2 separate regions of the Anas platyrhynchos genome follow, and region 2 is linked to region 1. A link is a contact called in public Hi-C data. All regions are on one chromosome and are shown on one strand. Each heading gives the region's core, a stretch centred on a gene start, on an enhancer-like site or on the middle of the called end of the contact. The rest is flanking DNA. Distances are from core to core; before and after follow the strand shown. Region 1 holds the start of AFF1 (ALF transcription elongation factor 1). Region 2 overlaps AFF1 (ALF transcription elongation factor 1).

The links. Hi-C and Micro-C count contacts between places; a contact is called where the count stands out from the background.
Region 2: a contact with region 1 is called in a Hi-C map of skeletal muscle, with 2.6 times the contacts expected there. The contact joins the enhancer-like site here to the promoter of AFF1 in region 1. A contact is called at or near these places in 2 of 8 Hi-C or Micro-C datasets (liver and skeletal muscle).

Annotation. Positions count from the first base shown.
Region 1 is chr4:48,475,467-48,482,299 of IASCAAS_PekinDuck_T2T, reverse strand. It overlaps AFF1 (ALF transcription elongation factor 1), which reads right to left and starts at 2,699. Exons shown (of 22, transcript XM_038178717.2): 1 at 2,614-2,699. LOC140002340 (a long non-coding RNA gene) reads left to right here and starts at 6,187. Exons shown (of 3, transcript XR_011808713.1): 1 at 6,187-6,351.
Region 2 is chr4:48,558,151-48,564,983 of IASCAAS_PekinDuck_T2T, reverse strand. AFF1 (ALF transcription elongation factor 1) reads right to left here. Exons shown (of 22, transcript XM_038178717.2): 22 at 5,300-6,833. KLHL8 (kelch like family member 8) reads left to right here. Exons shown (of 11, transcript XM_072037546.1): 11 at 1-907. Among named protein-coding and RNA genes, the nearest start is that of KLHL8, 23 kb to the left of the region's middle. Within about 2 kb of position 4,378, at least 5 of the 8 cell types and tissues checked have an H3K27ac peak or open chromatin away from gene starts, as enhancers often do.

The DNA of each region.
Region 1 (6,833 bases), core at 1,450-3,949:
GCTGCAACACCAGGCCAGCAGCTTCTGGGCCAAAGCTGAGATGTGTTCTGAACTAATAGAAAATAAGGCACGCAAAAGCTTCTAGATTTTTCCCTCACAGCCCCAGCAACATGTAAGACTGCTTTGTGACTGGCTAGATCACAGCATTCAATCCCAGCTTTTAACAAAACACACGAGAGCTGCCTTTAAAAGAGAAGCCTAACAGGAAATGCAATCCAGCAGGGACATGGATCGAGTATACTCCTGTATTTGGCAGAAGTAATTTCTGCTTTCCTCAGCTGGACAGAACTGTGTTCTTTCTGCCTTTCTCCATCAAGCCACACAAGCAAGCAGCTGCTCTGATGAACCCAGAATCTGTTGGGAAGGTTAAATCATATGTGCCCATTTGAAGAGCTCCCCTTCAGGCCTGATATTACTAATTGGATATTGTTATGGAAAAAACTTGACATATTTGTATATACAAGGTTATTCAAAGAGACACCTCAGTGCCTAGAGTCAGATAAGACTTTGGGTTATTACAACAAAAGAAAACAGTCAACAGTCAGGGCTTTATCTCTCTAATTTGTATTTTTCCCCACACAAGCTTTTCCATCTCCCTCCAAGTCAGTGAGGGCTACAGCTGAACACTGACCAACGACTGCACAAACGAGAACAGTGCTGGTACTCATCCCAGCAAAAATACCCAGATAAGCTCCTTTCCCAGAGCAGATCCCCAGCTAATCAGCTCCCAGCTACACAAACTGGGGGGCAAACAGAGATTTCTGCTGGGCTGCAGACGCAGGCGTGCAGAAAGGTGTGAGGCAGCTGGAAACAGGGCAGGAGTGGAGGGCAGAGCACGATGCCATGAACCTGCTTTGTCAGCACAGACCTGTTTCTGCCATCACACCAGTACATGCAGAAGACTTGTAAATTCTTGTCTGGTATTTCTGCTCAGATTCCAGAAGCAAATGAAAAGCGTCTAACCTCCAAACATGCTGTGCGTTCCCAAGGAGCTCGCTGGTATAGGAAGCAAAACCAAACAGAAACACCAGGAGAACTGATGGACTAAGAAAGCTGTTTGCCATAAATATTCTCTTGCTATCTTACCCCTCCTTTTTTTTTTCCCCCTAACAAGCAAAGAAGCATTTTCAACACAGGACGTCTACCAGAGTACAAGAGAACTCCCTCAGCGTTCACACATGCACGCACATGCATGCACGCTGACAGATCATAAAACCTGTGCCAGACCCCGCAGACAGATCTTCGGATGTACATGTGTTCTGCACACAGGAGAGAAACCACACACAGACAAACTATTTCCACCATATTCCCTGCTTCACCCGGCTTCCTGTGGGCCCTCTTGATGTATTAAACAGCTTCAGCCAATTAACTAAACAACACATGCACTTTATCTCATCACAGAACCTACCTCAGGCTGAAAACCACCACAAAGGTACTGAGAATTGCCTAAGCACTTGGCTAGTGAGGTCACAGTGTGCAAAGAGCAACTTTCAGGAAATACAAAAGCAAAACACCAGCACGAGGTCTTGCAGCTAGGAAGGCAACAACTGCTGTTTCTGCAGAGTAATATTCCTTTCACAGAAATTACTTCCTAGCAACAGCAACTATTTTACTGCCAGCTATTAAGCAGGCAGAGATACGTGGAAGAGCAGGAAAGTAAGTAATTAATATAGTAACATTTGTGTATCCCAGGACCTTCCAAGTCTTATTTCAGACTCAATGCAGTTAAAAGATTAATTAAGTGCTAGCCACCATCTCAAAGCTGCTTCTGTCAGTGCTGTTTAAATATTGATTGTCTAAGACTCACTCTTATCTTCATTTTAAGTTTTAATTCAAAGGGTTGGAAGATCATCTAACAGGAGTGTTAGACAACAGAAGGATGCCCCCCAAATCATAGCACTCCGAAATGCCATCTGTTCCTCAGAGATTTGCTGAATTACGGAGACTGCTGTGTGCAAGGCCTGCATGCTGTTTTGCTGCAGCAGGCACACCGCAGTCAGCTCGTGCCGAACCTCTGCCTGATCTTGTTTTGTCATGTTGCCAGGGGCAGCTGATTCAGAGGAAACTTCAAGAAACCCTCAAAAAGCTATTTTTAGGATCACAAACTGTCCCAGTGGTAGCGCTACTTCCTAACCACGCACTAGCTCTTGGTCTGTGCTTTGATACAATTCTGTTCTGCAGAGTATTTCACTTGGCTGACCTTGATCATGCCAGCTGGACAACTCTACATGGAAAGACGCCTCCAGGTTGGCAGCGTGAATCCAAGGGGCAGTTTTATGGTGGAGACACATCCTTCCTGCCAAAAGTTACACCCCTGCAAGTCTCTCCCTTGTCCAGCTTTCCCACAAAAGAGAAATATCACGTGCATGACACCGAAATCTGTATCTGGCCAGGTTGCTTACAACATTGCAGAGATTTAGGATCACAGCACAGAACTATCACTACGGAGCGCTCATAAACAAGAGGGATTGCATGGCTGTCCTAGTCCTCAAAGAGACGTGTGTTTAATGCTCAAACAGCACCAAGCCCTCCTGGAACCTTACACTCTCCACTTGAAATTAATTTCACACACTGCAGGCTGTTAAAAATAAAAACCCATAAAAATGGCCTTACCCACAATTTGCGTGGTGTGGGGACTTCTAGCAGAGAAAACAATTTGTGGCATCCAGCTTGCAGAGCAGAGAAGTAGAAATCTGTAGTTAGAACTGTAATAGCGATTTTCTCTCCTAAAAAGGAAGTAAGAGAAAACTGAGACTGCTGGAAGAACTGCAAGGAGTCACCAGGTTCGGTGTCCCTTATCCTCTGTACCGTATGCACAGAGATCAAGGTCAAAGATAATGTCTGTGCTTTCTGTGAATGAAAACTAGGGGACAGCACTGCAAAGGTACAGCTCTGACCATTTCCAAAGCCACCTATAAAAGCAACACTTAAGAGAATAGCTAATGGTTGAGTTTGTGAATTACGACTTCTAACATCTTACAGAGGTAGATGCTGGCTGCTCTGGGGACAGGTCGTAGTTCTAGCACATTTACAAGAAACCCACCCCCAAATGGAAACCCACCCCCAAATGAAAGAAGGTGAATTGGCTGAACCCAGCGGTTACAATTTATTTTTTTCCAGGCCTTAATTTTCAAATGAGCTGTGTGATTTTGAGGGTCAGGTGAACGACAGCATGACTGTCAAGAGGGGCATTGCTAAAGTGGTGGGGCTGCAGAGACCTGAAGGGAGACATACCGCCACGCACACCTACCTTCTAGCTCCGCCTGAAGGCATTGGTGCTGTGACTCCCAACGTTCCCCCGGAGCCGGGCACCTGGGTGTCACAAAGACACTGCCAGCACCAGCATTGTGACCTGCCGTTCCACATTCCTAGGGGCGGCTTGGCCCCAGCCTCCACCTGAAGCTGGGGACATCAGGACAAAGACACAGCGTTAGTACGTCTAGCACAGATGTGTGTGTATGACAAAACCTCCCAACCCCTTGTCCAGAAGGTGGTAAAAAGCCATCTCAGGAACCCTTAGCAGCCAGGACCAGAAACGTGGCTTATTTTTTCCAAAGGCTGCAGTACCAGAGGGATTAAGTGGAAAAAGAAAAAAGGCGAGAAAATTAAATGAAATAATGACTTGTACATTTCATTGGCAACCACGCACGGGTGGAAATACAAGGAGGCTGAATTTACCTATCTAGATAGGCTAACTTTGGGCTGGGGCCTTTACAACAAGAATTTCCTATATAAATCCTTGGTTAAAGGAACAAAAACCTCTCAAGACTCTGATATCCTGTAGCCAGCCAAACACCACAGCAGTCCAGCTTTGAGCAGGAGCATATGATTCATAGATTCTTCTCAAGTTTCCTTAAATTGCAGCTACTTCTTGGAAGATTTAATATTGGAAAAGGCTTCTGCAAACCTTCCCAAACATCCCCATCAGATTGTGAATGCAGTATTAAATTTCCTCAGTGAAACATAGACAATTAATCTAAGAAATTCAAAATGAGCACATCACTGAGGAGGTTTAAATCACCAATTCAAAGAATCAAAGAGATTATTTGCTCAGCTCTACGCTGACAAATACTTGTCAGACTTTTTCTTTTTGGTGAGAGGTGATTCATGCAGCTCAACTGCTCTACGCACTTGCCAGCTGTGCAATCTTTTCTACATCAAGGCTCTGCACTGAAACTCTATGCCAGATTTTTTTTTTTTATATATATAGATTTTTTTTTTTTTTTTGGGGGGGGGGGGGGGGGGGGGAGGGGAGGTAATCCTGTAACAAATTCCTATTTTGGATGGCTTTCAATCACAACAGTAACAGCACGTAAGATTTGATCTCGCACACCTTGGGTTTGCTGGAAAAGCTCTTGTTTTCCAGTGAAATCCTGCCCTAATGCCCTGGAACCCTACAGGACAGGAACTCTTTCATCTTAGAAAGATGGCACAATTTCAGCAAATTAATTGGATATTCTATGCCTTTTTTTCCATTAACTGTATGTACAATAAAATGAATGGTCTAACTTCCAGCCTTTTTCATGGGAGATGAGTGTAAGATGTCTGGGGCACACAAACTGCTCAGCTGCCTCATTTTTGGACTCCTGCTGTGCACCGCTTCACATTCCTTGGCATTTTTCTGAAAGAGCAAAAGTCCTTAGATATTTTACCCCAAACGTACTGCCTGAACGATTTCATTTCAGTACGCAGTTCAAACCATAGTTGTTAACAGAGCAGTTATCTTCAGAATACCTTTCCCATTAAAAGACTTGAGAGGCATCGACCAGCACTGAATTCAGCAGCAGAACAGCACAGTCATTTCCATCCTGGAGACCTGAGGAGACAGTGCTTGGGGATGTTTTGGCTCCCTTTTGCTGCAGACGTAACAGCTATCACCACCCAGTCTCTTTCCACTTACCCTGTTTTCACATCCTGAACTTCTACAGTTGCTGTATCCCTGGAAATAAACCCAGACTTTTCATTTCACCTCAAATTCTTTTAAGTTTTTCTACATCCTGAGCTTTACATTTGCAGTTTTGCTTCGATGAAGTTCCCGTGTCCCACTTTCCCATGGTGAATGCTGGAGTGACAAGCATCAAGAACTAGCTTTCAGTATTAAAAAAATGAATCGATCCCCATTTATTTCTTCACCAACGTTCCTGCAAACGAGCATGTCCTGTTCCAATTAAAACCACGCAGTGCACGCTCATGCTGCACAGCCTGTGCCCTCCTCACAGCCCTCAGGAAGGGCTGGGGAGAAGCAGCAGAGGGTTTGGGAACACTGAGCTGGGCGCTGTGCCATCCCAGCTCTGCCTACCAAGCTGCAGAGCGCCATCTCCTCCTCTCCCTCAGGGTAAATCCTGCTCTTACGCAAAATGCCAGCAGGGGGAAGTCATGCTTCTGCCTGGGAAGATGGTTTTCCTCCACCAGCAGCATGAATACTCCGAATTATTTGCTGCCACAAAACCTTCAGCCAGATAATCAGCCCAGAAAGGCTGCTGGGTGTCAGGAGCAGCTTCCTTGTGCCTAAATGCATTTCACAAATCGGTCTGTACCATGACTACTTTTTGCCCCCAAACTCTTCTTTGGTCAAAAAGATTCAGCTACTCCCAGGCACTACAGAATCTAAGTGATTAATCCTTTACAATTGTTAAGGGATCAGTATTTTCTAATTCTTTCAAATAAAAATTAGGGAAATATTTTAATTTAAATGCTGGAGCATCCAAATGAGAGCGGACAGCAGATGCTTGGGGAGAAAACACCTGTGACAAGTGGGGAAAAAAAAAAAAAAAAAAAGGATGCAATTTTTTTTACTTGAAAAAAAAAAGTCTGGACTATTTTTTCATTTGCAAACATTTCTCTAAATGCTCTAGAGGCCATTGCCAGGAAAGGGCAGGGCAGATTTTAACTTAAGGAGCCTGACACAACTCTTTTCCCAGTCTCTTTCGGTGCATTTTTCCTATTTTTTTTCCTGTTCTCCTTGCTCTAACCTAGAGATTCGAGATCCAAAGACCTGAGCTAGGCCCTCTGGATTTAGGAGAAAGGATTTTTGTCAACTCTCTTAACCTTCAATCAAGGCTAAAGGTCAATTTTCCTTTTATGCATGGGAAACATACAAGCAAAATTGAAGCTGGAATTAGCAAGTTTATTCACTCTTTTCTTCATGGTTTCTCCAGAATTGGGTAATTAAAGAAGAGCTCAGATTCCAAGCAGCAAAGCTCCTCAAAGCTCACAGAAACTCCTTTTGTAGGTGGGCACCGAGGCAGAGGAGGCAGTTCGCTGCAGTTTTTGCCACGTGCAGGGAGGCGAGCTTCATAAAGCACAGACTGCAGAGTACAATTTACAAGGAAAGAGGAAATCCGATCCTGTGTAAGTGACACAGCAGCACAGCTCTGTTATTTATACTGCTCTACTGCATTAACCACCCATTATTAAGAGATTGCAACTTAAATGTGCTGGGCAGTAACCAAAATACATCGTAAAAGGGACTCAGCCAAAGATGTACATAAAAATGCTCCCCACTAAGCTGACCAGGAGAAAGGCAGGGACATGCTTCTCCCTTATCTGGGCAGAAAGAGAGCAAAAGCACCATGACAAGAGCAGCACCACCAGCAGCTTCTTGCTCACACGTCCTGGCAACCCTTCACATGTGATGGTGACAATCACGGAAGGGGAAATTTCAGCTTGCCAATGCCAGGAAGCTAGCTAACATGATGAAAGAGGCTTCAGCACGTGCAAGATGAAATGGCAATCCTTCTGTAACAGCAAACACCAAAAAACAAACCACCCACACACCCCAAACAGTGCAGAAACCACACCACCACCCAAACCCACCAAAAATCAACAGCATG
Region 2 (6,833 bases), core at 3,129-5,628, 81 kb before region 1:
AACTGCACACCTCCCAGGGGACTGCTGGCTGTGGTGGGAACTGCAGGTCTTTCTCAGGCCCACACACTTGTTAGAAAGCTGAAATTTAGCCTCGGCCTGAATTTAGCCACTGGACTACTCAAATTATTTTATCCTCAATAAAATCTGTGGTAGTGACACCCTCCAAAAGACAAATTTCTATGGAGAGATCATTCCCAAAGTAACCAATGTAATCTGGCCTTGAGATGCGTCCCAAAATGTAGGCTTCAGTGGTCTCAGAATTACCCTTTTCAGACTAAAGGGAAACATAATGAAGTTGCAGTGTTGGGTTAAGACCTTTAAATGCAGCTCTAGGAGATGACACATCCAATTTCAGTACCCAGTGACAAGGCTGGGGTAACAGTAGGGGTGCTGGCTCTTTTAAGATCATTCAGCTACAAAGATCTCTCCTCAAAGCAGTTTCACGGCTTAAAGCTCAAATAAACCAAAGAGAACCAGCAGCAAGAACAAATGGCAACGAGCAGTACTTACCGTAGAGACTGAAACAGGAACTTGACCCTGCTCCATGCAAAGACATCTTGTCACGCAGTCACAAACCTGAGCGCGAGGTCAAGTCTGGCTGGAAAGACCGCGGTGTCCTGCTCTGCATCACCGCCAACAAGCCGAGACTGATGCCCCATGGTGAGCAGGGCCCCACGGGGCCACCGTGTTCGTGGCCAGGGAGCGCAGCAAACTTCTGTGCCTTCAGTACCAGGGACGAGGTGCGACCGCACCAGCATAAAAGCACAGCCACCTTTCGCTGTTGTGTTACCATCAGTTAGCTTTGCAGTTTCAAACAGCTTGCACGTGGTTAGCACCCAGGGACATAACAAACGGTACTGTAAATAATTAAACACTGCAATAAATAAAATGTTTGTACTTCGCCTTGTTTATAGTGTGAGTGGATCATGCTATCTTGGGGAAACATGAAAGAGCATTTCTTGGGGGAAACATGGAAAGAGGGAGTGTTCATTGGTTCCCATGGAGTGCAGCTCTGAGCAGAAGGCCACTGTCCATGGGGACAAACCTGTGCTAGAGCCACAAGCTGTACAAATGCCCCCATGCAAGAGTTTGGTCACCCCTGTGGTGACTGGCACAAGGCAGAGCAGGAGCAGGCTCTGAGCCACTCCTGACCTGGCCACGTGTGTGAAGAAAGGTGTTCTTCTAAATATTGCTCTCTCCTAAAAGCATCTCCATCAGCCAGGCTGGAAGCACAACTGGCTTAAACATCCTGCTCAAACATTCAGCAGCAGCTCTTAATGCAAACACCAACCAGACACGGGTGAAAGGCTGCAGAAGGTGCTGCACTCGATGCTTACGTATCTCCAAGTGTTCAAAAACCACGCATGTGCTCTTAGTCCCATCAGAAAGCCTTGGTGCTGCTTTTCCCCTACCTGAAAGCCAGCTGAGGGAAACCATTCCCTCCACTCAATCCCACCATGTCCAAGCCCGGGCAATAGGGACACACAAAGCCCAGTGGCCACCAGGCTCTAAGTCCCTGGAACTTGTAGGAGGTTCTCGACTTGTGTGTGCACTTACCTAAATCCATGTCCCCACTGCCTGGCCTTGGCTTTGTGCATTCTCCCTTCCCCTTTCAACAGCATTTTGATTCTGGGGTGATCAACAGGAGTTGGTAACGAGCTGCGCTAGAGAATTCACATCAACAAAAATTCAGCCAATTCACCTGTCCAGGCTTAATTACAACAAATGCCTGGAAACTCCAGGTTATTCCCACCTTAAAATGAGGCCTTTTATCTTTATTTAGGCAGAACCTACTTTTAAAACTATTTTCAGCATCACTGCTGTGCACTGTTTTGCAAACCTAAGTGCTTTATACCAGATGCTCCACTTAAACATTTTGCTTACCGCTTCTGCCACATCTGTATTTGTTTTCTGAACCTATGTGTGTTCTCTTGACTGGAACTGGCAGAAAACACAGCACTCCCAGCCAGGAGATCAAACTTACAATTGTAATTCTTTCCTGGCTCTGTCAGCAAGGTTGGTGCTGCTGGTGCCATTTCATGACATTTTTTAACGCAACTCCTTGGCTTACGGTTTGGTTTTAGAGCTGTTCCAGCCCCAAAAGCAAGCCAACAGGCAGCTGCATGACATCTGCAATCTGACTTGTGTGGTCAGAAAGGTCTGCAAAGGTTGCTGTGCTCCACCACTTGGAGCAAAAATCCCACACGGGTGAATACCTGCATTGTTTCTAACACATCTCCATCCAGGTGACTCGATACTTGGGTCCCTGCCTGCAGCCGGTGTCGCGGTGGAAATATGACTGGGCTGCGAGCACAAGGGGCCTGGCCGCCCCGCTGAAGTGCCCCTCTGCCTGACAGCGACCTGCAGGAGCACCTCGCTGCTGCTTTTTTAACTAAAGACCCCGAAAAGGAATGCTCTAAGCAGCCAAGTATGCTGTTACAGCCGTTCCTGGGAGTGGCAGCAAGGCTTGGCTCTGGTTACACAGCCAGCGAGAAGCTTTCTGGTCTTTGCTTGATGGTAAGGCTTAGCTCAGGCCAAGAATCATAAGCAAATTGTCTTCCCACACACACATTTTCCAAGAAAAACAAAAAAGGAGAAAACAGAGCAGTGCAAGTCAGCACACCTAACCCCGCACGTCTGGGAGAAAGTAATCGCAAACCCACGCCGGGCACCCAGCTGCGCCCTGAGGCCTCTCACCTCGAGGAGAGCTGTGCCCCCGTCTCACCTGCAGCCCCCGCGTGCCGTGACTGGGATCCACCCGCTGCTGATGGCTGGTTGTTAAGAGAAGGTGAACTAAAATTAATTAATTATTATTAATTAATTACGGCTGGCTCTGCCTTCTCTTCAGTGCTATCAGCAGCCACAGGGCAGTGCCAGGTTACCCTGCGTGAAGGTATCAGGAAGGAGGCAAAATTTAAATGCGAACCTACCAGGCTCCTGGTGCTCCTGAGGACAGCTGACCTGGTGAAACATGCCCGCCCCTCACCACGATGGATGCAGTTTGAGCACACATCAATTTTTTGCCAAAGCAGTACTTACGGGTGAGCGCCAGCATCGCTGTTTCCTCAGGATGGTCACCTGGATTTCAAACTTAAAGGTTAAAAAACAAACAAACATGAAACATCCTGCGGTGATGGCTTCCCTCCAAAGGCAGCAGTGTGGTGAAGGTGTGTCCATGCCACTGAGTTTTTTGGGAAATTCCAGCACGTGCCAAGGAACATGCTGCGCTCATGCGTGGGCAGAGCACGGCTGAGGGAGGGCGAGACCGCTTGGCTCGGGATCACCAAAACAAGAAATTCCCTTCTTCCCTCCCTGCCCCCAGGTGGCTTCTTTGCCATTTTGCCTGTACAGACTGAACCAACATCTCCTTCATCTGAAGAATTTAAAGACAAGCAAGTCAAAATTCATTTCTTTTAATTATATATATAGACATATCTCTCTATGTAACTATACATACACGTGCACACAATTCATCCCCTGTACAGAAGACAGACAAAAGATCTGTGGCACAATTTCTTTGGAGACATTTCTGTTTGTGTTTCCCAAGCAGTATCAGATCTGATTTTCACCTTTTTCAAGGACTATAAAGGCAGCAACTTCTTACCGACAGACGCCTCAGAGTGCAGACTGAGCGCCGCAGCCCCAGCGCCCCTCCTTTTCTGGGGGTAACTTGACAACATTTACAACCCACGTCGGGGGGACACCACAGTTATTTAAGGACATCTTCACTAAGAACTGCAGTGTTTTATTTATGCTTTAAAAAGCTGAGCAAGGTAGGGTGAAAAAAAAAGGAATTAAAACACAAGCCCATATGGTAAGCCTTGAAATATGAAGCCCACGGCGAGGACCCTGCCACTGCCACACACCTCTATCCTGCTTGGGAAGTGCCATGTGTGAAGCCTTCACGGGTACAGGGTGCATCTCACCAACCCCTGCTTCCTGGGGACACGTGGAGAAACCAAGCAAAACCAAAACCTTGCCCCCACAACCCTCACCAGCTCCCGCATGCAACCAGCAAGGAGGTGCATGGCTCTGAGCAGCTCACGGACACTGAAGCAGAAGAGAAAGAAGCCATCAGCTGGGTGGCTGTTAAGACGTGAAATGTTGGACCCAGAGAAAAGCTTAACCTCAGCAAGACTGACTGGGAGAGGACAAATCCCAACAAGGCTTCCAGGAGCCTCGTACCTTGACAAAACCCATCACAAAACCCCAGTGATAACACACTGCAGATGGAGCACATACAAAACCCTTGCTTCAGGAACACCAAGTTTACGGAAACAGATTGAGAAATGCTGACGGTGGCCTTGGAATACTGCTGGTTTCGGGTAGTGGTGGGGTTACGAGCAGTGCAATTCACATCAAGAAAGCACAGGCTGCCAAAGAGATCTCTCAGTGTCTGGAGGCCAGCAGAGAGCTGAGCAACTGCAATCAAACTTAATGCAGCTGGTTTGCCAAAAATAACATTTGCCTCTGAAACAGATAAGCAAAGCCAAGGAGAGAAAGACAGCTAATCCAGAGCGTGTAACAAATCTCAAAATAAATTATACACGGCTGTGAAATTAGGTTTGGTCAACACAGGCTCAATAAATAAACATGCAGAAATAAAAACCCAACCCCAATTGGGCATGTTACTGCCACGGGACGCCTGGGCTGGCACAACACTGCTGCAAGCCCCAGTTTTGGCTCTGCCGGCCACCAACAGCTCGCCCCGTGGCCACCCGGCCCTGTGGCAAACCTCATGGGGGCCAAGCTGGCTCCGTGCTGCTTGAAACTTCTTCTGGTTTTGGCAAACCGAGTCCAGTGCCACCTTGCCGCCAGCTCCTCCTGTCTAGTTGTTTTTTCCTTCTACTTCACGATCAGTTTTGCCCTTGGGATTTTAAGTGTGCAGCGAAAAACTGCACTGACTTAAAAAAATGTGTGCATTTCCATACGCGCTATCTGTAACTGCAACATATCTGGCGAGCATTAAAACAGATTTCAGCATTCTCTACACTTTAGATGATGTATTAAAAAAAACACATCCATTAGTAGCAAACATCGGAGGTGCAATGTGTGTTGCAGAAAGGACCTGAAAGAAACACAGGTTATACCACCACAGTGCATCGAGGCATGAAGCTGCTCTTCCAGGGAGTGGTGACGTCCTCCAGGGGCCAGCAGGGAGCAGGACACCCAGAGAAGAAGCTCGAGGCCACGCAGACCCCTCGGGCACAGCACGAAGGCAGCACCCGACCCGCCCGCGCAGGGCTGGTTTCTCCAGGAGGAGCTGAGAACACGAGGACTCTGGCAAGGACTCGTAACAAACGGGCGACTTCATTTATTGTTTATTACCCCGTCGGAATGAATCGACCATCTCGGACACTCCACCACACGCAGGGCAGAAAACATTTACAAGAGGGATGCGCACCCCCAAAATAAGTTTAAGATGTACAGGTTTGCAATAGGAACCAAGAGGGAGGGGAGGAAAAAAAAAAAACAAAAAACGAAAGAACAACACAAAAACAAGGACATTGCAGTCAGACTTTGACTTTTGGTTACAGAAGAGATCTCTGTCTCCATGTAAGTGGGGCTTTCCAACTCTTAAATAAACAGCATCTTAAAAATAGAACATTTGACAATTTAAACACATGTATTATTCCTTCTAAATAAATATTGTGTGGAAATGATGCTTTGTTGCCACCATACCCTCCTTCTCTCCTTCGGGTACTCAACCATCACCTCTGTTTTTCCTTCTTCCTCGGATGCATGGTTGTTTTCTAATGGCAAATCCTATTTCTCTTTTTTTTTCAATTTTTTTTTTTCTTTTCAATTTTTTTTTTCTTTTTAAAGGGCCTGACCAGACTCAGGTGAAAACTACGGGCATCTTCCCTTACCCCTCACAGGCCTCTGACCTAGCTCGTGGTTGAAATACGATGGCTTTCTAAAAAGTAACAACTATCCGAGCGGTTTCCTCTGTAACAGAAAGAAAAAGCCGGCGTGCAGCCGCTTCCCACCGCTTCCCCTGGCCCCTGGCCTTTGCAGCGAGAGCCCCCTGCCGCCCCAAAGCCGAGGGTCCATTTCGGTGGACCCGAAACTACCTCTGCACCAAGACCAAGTCAGAAAAGGCCGCCGGCCCGCCGACCAACCCCAAAGTGCACACCAGGAGCTGGCCCTGGCTGTCCCCTGCCTCTCTTCCTGAGATCGCAGCCCTGACTCCCAGCCTCGCCTCTGCACTCGGGCCCACGCTGGGGTAAATTGGGCAGGGGACACGGACCTCCCTTCCACCACTTCTCCCTTCCAGCTTCTCCCTGAAATGCGCTAAGGCTTTGAATAAAGTGAACGTCAGACGACTCCAAGGCCCGGGAAGACGCCCGGGGAGGTGTGCCTGCGGCATGGCACGGCGCCCTCCCGCCAGCTCCAGCTGGAGCTGAGCCCCGCAGCAGGGGCCGCCTCTACGGGACCTACTTCTGGAAATGCAGACCTTTTGCTGATATGTGTTCGCTGCTGGCTTCTGCGAGCCTCCAAACCACCAGCAGGTTATTTTACAACGGAGGTGCTGCTGCAGGCGTGCAGACCCGTTCCTCCATCCTGGTAATTAGGGAACTACTTCACCGGAGACGCGTTCCTTCCTGTAAGCACAATGATTTGGGGACATCGTCCTCCTCTTTGCCGCTCCCGCAGCTGCGTCAGCGGCAGGACGAGGGATGCGAGAGGGGACCAGAGGGCTAAGGCACACTATTAGACATGAGGATGGCAGGATGCTGCTGTCATGCAACAGGAAATCTTTGGGTGCAGAAGGCTGTCTTCCTACTGAACGCACAAATGCCGCAGACACCGCCTTCGCTCTTATTGCCACT